2 separate regions of the Dromaius novaehollandiae genome follow, and region 2 is linked to region 1. The links are chromatin contacts, called in public Hi-C maps. All regions are on one chromosome and are shown on one strand. The core of a region is the stretch at or near the end of the contact, and the rest is flanking DNA. Distances in the headings are between cores, read along the strand shown.

Region 1 (3,318 bases), core at 243-2,742:
AAGGACTCAGGACATTCTTGCTGTAGCATTAATGGACGCCAGAAATGTCATACAGCTCCGGGAAGTACAGAATAGGGCAATCATACTCTTCAGCTAAAAGTTTACAGAAATAGATGATGCCAAATAATACCGCTGTTAAAAAAAAAGACCATTTATTATACAGTTAGCAGCATTTAAAACACCAAAACCAACAGTTACAAACTAATCAAAAAGGCGTTTCTTCCAGCACTGTTGACCAAATAACTCAATGCATTCTTCCAAACCACTTCTCAGTTCACCTGAGGTGACTGCAAAATGACAACTGCCACAACCTATTTGCAAAATGTTCTCCTCGACACAGTGAAACACAACGAGAAGGCGACACCGAGCTCGCGTGCGGGGTATTGTCGGCAAAGCCCGCAGCCCCTCGCAGCCACCCCAACTTCGGGGGGCAGTGCCGGCGCCCAGCGCTCCCCCTCTCCCCCAGCGGGCGAGGAAGCGGCTCCCTCGGGGGCTGTGTGACACACGTTCACCATTTTACAAGCATCTCGGAAACCATCCGCCAGGCAGCATTACACCACATTGTCATTTTTTGGCTGGAGGGGGGGAAAGTAAGACAGAAAAACCTACCTACGAGCAACTAAACCAAAGCATTGCTACCCGCGGCTCCGGAGCGGCGGAGCCCCCGGCTCCCGCCCCCCCCCCGCCGGCAGCGGGGCGCTCCGAGGCGGCTCAGTTTGACACCGGGCAGCAGCCCCGCCTGGCTCCCGGCCCGCGTGACGCGGGCGCCACACACGGCCCGCACCAACCGCCGCCCGCGTCATGGCGGCCGTTTTAAAGGCGCAGCGCGGCGCCGCCTCGCTGCCGCCGGGTGCCCGCGGCGCGGTGGCTGCCGCGCGGGAGCCATTTGCCACCTGCGCGCTGACAGGGCCCCGGCGCGAGGGTCCCCCCACCCGCACTGCAGCCGTTGGGAAGGGCACCCCGGCAAGTTCGCTGGGGCTGGGAATGGCGGGGGGTGGCGGGAGCAGGGAGAAGCCGCTCCGGAGGCTCGGGCTGCTTGCAGCAGTGTTTACCTGTGGGAAGAGCTCCGGAGGGCACAGCGCTCGCCGCTTCTTTGTTGGGAAGGCTGCCCGCAAGGAGAGCTGCAAATCCTCCCGTATCGTGCTGCAAGAGAGTAGCGCTCAATGCAAGATTCATGACCTGAGTTTCTTGGGACCTCCTTGTAAACATTTCTACTCCTCCTACCAAATGGGATGTATTTAGTAAGAGTTAAAAAAAAAAGGCAAAAAGAACGGCAGACACTTTCAAAGTATAAAGTAACTTATCAGAGGAATCTTTTAAGCAAAGTGAGAAATAGGAACAACCACATCTGCAAGAATTGATAAAATCACATCAAATTAATTTCTGAAATGAGTTCATCAACTTACAATGACACTTGGCTTTCTCTGAAACAGGACCCTTTCAGGTTCAGGATGGTAGAAAGGAGGATTGAGTAAGGGCACCAGAGCTGTGCCACTGCAGGGACCACACAAAGAGGAGATGGAGACAGCGATTCCCCGGGACACGTTACCGCTCTTACTCACGTAAGCATCGTATCTTATTTCACAAATAGACTCATGGATATCCATGGGTCGTCTTTTACAATGAGATACAACTCACAGCGCCCACAAAGAACTAAGCCTGGCCAACCGAGAATAAAATCTAGCCCACGTGGATTAAAACAAATTTTGGCAATCCTCCCCAGCAATTTCTCCTGCCACCCCTTTTTTTGTACTAAACTCATTTTTTTAATTACTACTTCTAAATTTCCCTTGATTTAGGACATTTTCTAATTGTACAAAAACATTATGTAGGTGACACCATCAGCAGTAGGAAAATTAAACAGTAACAACACATCCTGGTTTCTCTGCGCAAATGCTTTGCAAACTTCCCTTCTGTGTGTCAGCCACAGCTCAGAGGGACTGTAATGCTACCACCTTTTGAGCACCCTTAATAGCCTGGATGAGTACAAATTGGTGGGATGTGCTACTTACAGAATTGCTTTCTAAGACAAACCACTCAAAATGACACCCTTACTGTTCAATGCGAGACAAGGTTAGCCATGTCAGAGGGACATTACTACCTACTTGGGGATTCGTACCAAATGAGCTAGTGACCTCAGCCTCATTTCTGCAGAAGAGCCATGACTCCACGAAACAGCTCCCACAGCTGGCATGGGCAGGCGGAGTAAGCGGCGCAGGACTGTCCCAACCACTGCACATCTGTCTCATGCTAGAAGCAGCGTAGTGCATCCTGGCTGCATGGTGATAGAGGAGTTTATGTGACTGCTGCCTGTCTTGTGAACAGAGATTGAAGTCACCAAGCTCCTAACTCAAACTCTTAAGTTACAAGCACTAAAATCACAGGAAGAGTGTAGTTTTGTGCAAAGGGGACTGTTGACAAGACTTCCCCGATTATTTCATTTTGCCAAACTTACATGCTGGCAAATGAATAACCAAAGCTCACAGAAATATGTAAATAATACAATTTGAGCATGCATTGAATATGAGTGCTGATAACTGATAGTAGTGGGAGTCTTCACTGCTTTGGATTTTAAATAAATGCAGATAAACAATTATTAAATATACTGCACACTAAAGAAAACCCTCTTTACTTCCCATCCTAAAACATGCTGTAAAATAAGCCACACAAGGCAATTCTTTTTTGTTTCTCAGGAAATAAGTAGTCTAAATGAGGACATACTGAATTTTCCAGATCAGCTGGTTTCTAACTTTGGTAATGAATTGACATTTGAGGATACAAATATAAGCCAGCTATTTTACTCACACTCTCTCATTCCTTCCATCGTGTTCTTCAATTAATCCTTAGAGTATTTAAAATAAGGCTCACACAGTGTGTGAGTTCCTTCTAAAAGACATTGAACAGCAGAGAGAGAAATTTTAAGAAAATAAGCTGTGGAAAAATTCAATGTGGAGTATGATCTGTGGCTTGTATTTTCATTCAGTTTTGAGGTAAGGTCATTCAATTAAAATGAGATTATGTCTGCAGAGAGATAAAGCAGGAAAGTGACATAGACTTTTGACTGTTTGCATCCTGCTTCTGGCAGAAAGCATTTCCTAGGCTGTATAAGGAACAAACTGAAACCTGAGCTTGGAAATCCAGGTTGAGGGATCAACCCTGGGTGTTCCTAAATTTCTTCTGTTACACAAGATGAAATGCACAGAAATCAGTGCAGATTCTGGACACTAATGGATCATTATCTGGGTATCAGAAAGTGCCAATTTTCTACTGAAAAGCTTTCTTTGTCCCTGAAGTAACAGCAATATGTGAAGATGAAAC
Region 2 (3,318 bases), core at 448-2,947, 66 kb after region 1:
AACAGCAGGATTTATACGTTCCTGCGGTAACTGAATATCGAAGAACGCAAACATTATCATGACTTTAAAAAGATATCTAAGATTTTCTCTAAATAAAGTTAAAAAAAATCCCTGAATTTGAATGAAGTACAAAAATAAATATTAAATACTACAGTACACCTACATACCCTTGAAATGTATTTATTTTACTACTAGGAGCTAATGCCATACTTCTGAGTTTCACACACAGAAATAAAACCCTCTTTTGCTATGTCAGAACTGGGAGCGTCCTCCTTTGTGTTAAACAAAGGTTAACCACAAATGTTTTACAGTCAAAAATAAACAGGAGTTTTTAAGATAACGCACTGTATTTCTTGACAGGATCTTGAAAAATGGTTCTATGCTGTAAAATAAGTTCCAGATCACCTATAGCTAACAAATATTTATGTCTCGATTCTAACCTTGAAACTTAACATTTTCCTGCATACTTACAAAGCTGAATCTCAGCCTGCCTGTTTAAGCATATTCTACTTCTTTTTAAGGGCTAAATAAAATTTCTCCATCCTCCGTTATTTCCTTTAAAGAAAAAGAAAAAAAGCTTTAAAATTAATCGTTCCCTTTTTCAGCACTGGCCTTTGCCCAAAAGCAAGAAAGACATACCAAGATATTTTCTGTATGTTTATTTTGTTCATAATCTATGGAAAAATAATTTAAAGAAGCCTGATAAAGGGATACTAGAAGAAAGCTATTTTTAGAATTCAAAGGAGAAATCTTCTTTATTTGCTTTAAAAATATATGGCTTGATAAAGCGCATTCTTCCCTTTATGCTTCAGTTCTTTCAACAATGAAAGCCCAACTTTATTATTTATTAAAACAGGAGTGAGGAATCACTTGATACAAAATAATATGTTAGTGAGGATTCCTCCATTTTTAAAACCTTGTAGATGTTTCTGAATTTAGCGGGTCTCCTATTGACCAGTAAAATATTTATAAGTTGACAGATGCTGTCAAACCATTTCAGAGAGTTATATGACAAAGATATGACATTTTCAAATATGAGGAAAAAATGTCACTGTCTAATATTTTGAATTAGAAGATGCTACAATTCATAAGCATTCAATAGCTCATAGTTTTACAACTTGTTAAAGAATATACACTGAGGAACCCAGTGTGCTGTTCTGTACAGTTGTGACGGAAAGCTGAAAGAAAAAGACAAAGTATATAGATATCCATTTAATAACTAAAAATCAAAAACTATTTTAATAGAAATTATGTGAATAAACACAAACCATATTATGTTTTGCCAGACATGCATATTTCAGAAGGAATTATGGGTAGAAGTAAGGCAGAAAAAGGCTTCTTGAAAAAGCAGATGTATTTTTGATTTTTTTATATGCTTTACATACAGCACTGGGTCACTAGCTTGCATTTCTTTCTTAAACAGACAAAAGGAAGAGCAGTATTCATTAATATCTTACAGATTTAATGCCTGTCCTGAAATTTTGAAAGAAAGATTTTTCATAATGTATACAAGCAAAATAAAGACAACAAATAACTTCCCTGTTTAATAAAACACAAGAGAGTAAAACCACAGAGTTTTACTGTACTTTTACATGTACATTTTTTCTAAAAAGGTTAACCCTTATAAGCGGGTGCCTCTGAGAGCAGTACTAAAGCTGGGACTGCAGCACTTCTATAAATAGTACTGCCAAGAGGAAGTTGTTGCTATGGAAATGCTGGTCATATTTCTATTTTGATTCGGTAGATCTCTACTGGCATCTACCGTACACAAGCTTAACTGCAGCAGACATCGAAACACGCTCACCTCTTCTCAGGAGGCATAAACACTTGCATGGTCCGACAGCGTAATTTATTCTTTTCCCATGCTGATACAAAAGGAATGGACACAAGAAGAAAACCAGAGTATAGAGAAACAAACAAAACCAAGAAGTAGCAAACCATCCTTGCACTCAGCATCTCACTGCTAGTATGCAAGCTAAAAACGCTCACTTTTCCTGTCAGTTCTCTTGTCAAAATTTGCTAAATTCATCATCCAAGACAATTTTATTTTTCGTTTACATGTACCATGGCAGAAATCAAGTTCTCATTTCTATCAATTTCTATACATTTCCGTGCTGTTTTGAGATCACATAGCTTATAGGTGTAATCCTGAATCTAGTTCTGGGAAGCAAGAGGACAGAGATCCTTTGCATTACAAGTGAAGTCTTCCAACACACTGACCAACTGCTTGTTAGGAGACAGCCCTTCGCACCCAGAGAGGACAGTACGCCTCTCCTAACAGGGCTCCCTCCCGCTTGCTTTTCCTACAGCTTCCTTCAGGATGGTGTTTACAGTCTGTCCTCGATAGTGTTTACAGTCTGTCCTCAACATTGCTCTTGAGCACCCGAGCTATCTACTTCAATAGGACAAGAGAGAAAGAAGTCAGTCCCCACCAAAAGCACACCTGGCAGACAGCTCGTTCAGATCAGTCATTTATGACTTTCTCTCCTGCGGCCCTGGATGCTCAAACAGTTCCTCAACCGCAAGCACAGAAGTGTCTCACTTCTGGACTAATCAATAGTGGCCACACTGTGAGGCACAGGTTTCCAGAGCGTGAATAAAGAGTACACAATAGCTCCAGAATAAAACAAGAATTTAGCAAAGATACATCTTTGAAATAGCTGCTTGGTACATAAACAAATACAAGAAATCTTCAGAAATAACTTGAAGAATCTGCTTAGCTCATGCTCTTTGAGATCAAAAGCTACTTCTACACTTATTTTACAGCAAAGTTTAATACAGTTTGACATGAAATCGCAAGTTATTTTGTACAAATCCTCTTACTTCTCAGCAGAAGAAAAGTAGTTTAAGATCTGTGTAAATGTGTTTTGCTAGACATGCATAAGAATAGTTGTCCTCCAAGACTTTAACTAAAATGCTCTTGCTTTTGGACAAATGAGGTCTGGAAAAAACAGGCAGATAGGTGTATGGACCTATTTAAATTAAAATCCAAGATTAAATTTTGGAGAAATATAAAATATGACCTCAGTAACTGACAACCTGTAACAAAGCAGACAAAGGCTTTAGTCCACTTAATTTGTGCAACAGAATAACTTTGATCTATAATGAGCATTAATGGATTATCCATCACAATAAGTAAGTACTAGGAAGTTCCTGAAGTAGACAACACACACAAAAAAAGGACATTCGGTGAAAAAAGAAAGAAAAAAAAAAGTATGTGCTTGAATAAGCAGATGTACAAAACAATTGTTAAATAGACTGTAATCAGTTTATAATTCGTCCACAGGTTTTAAGACCTTTAAAATATGGGAGATCATT

The links. Hi-C and Micro-C count contacts between places; a contact is called where the count stands out from the background.
Region 2: a contact with region 1 is called in a Hi-C map of brain, with 4 times the contacts expected there. The contact joins the enhancer-like site here to the promoter of SAMD13 in region 1. A contact is called at or near these places in 2 of 4 Hi-C or Micro-C datasets (brain and liver).

Annotation. Positions count from the first base shown.
Region 1 is chr8:25,979,677-25,982,994 of bDroNov1.hap1, forward strand. It overlaps SAMD13 (sterile alpha motif domain containing 13), which reads right to left and starts at 1,493. Exons shown (of 5, transcript XM_026116489.2): 1 at 1,407-1,493; 2 at 1,053-1,143.
Region 2 is chr8:26,045,239-26,048,556 of bDroNov1.hap1, forward strand. All of the region lies in intron 3 of PRKACB (protein kinase cAMP-activated catalytic subunit beta), which reads right to left. Among named protein-coding and RNA genes, the nearest start is that of PRKACB, 52 kb to the right of the region's middle. Within about 2 kb of position 1,698, at least 2 of the 2 cell types and tissues checked have open chromatin away from gene starts, as enhancers often do.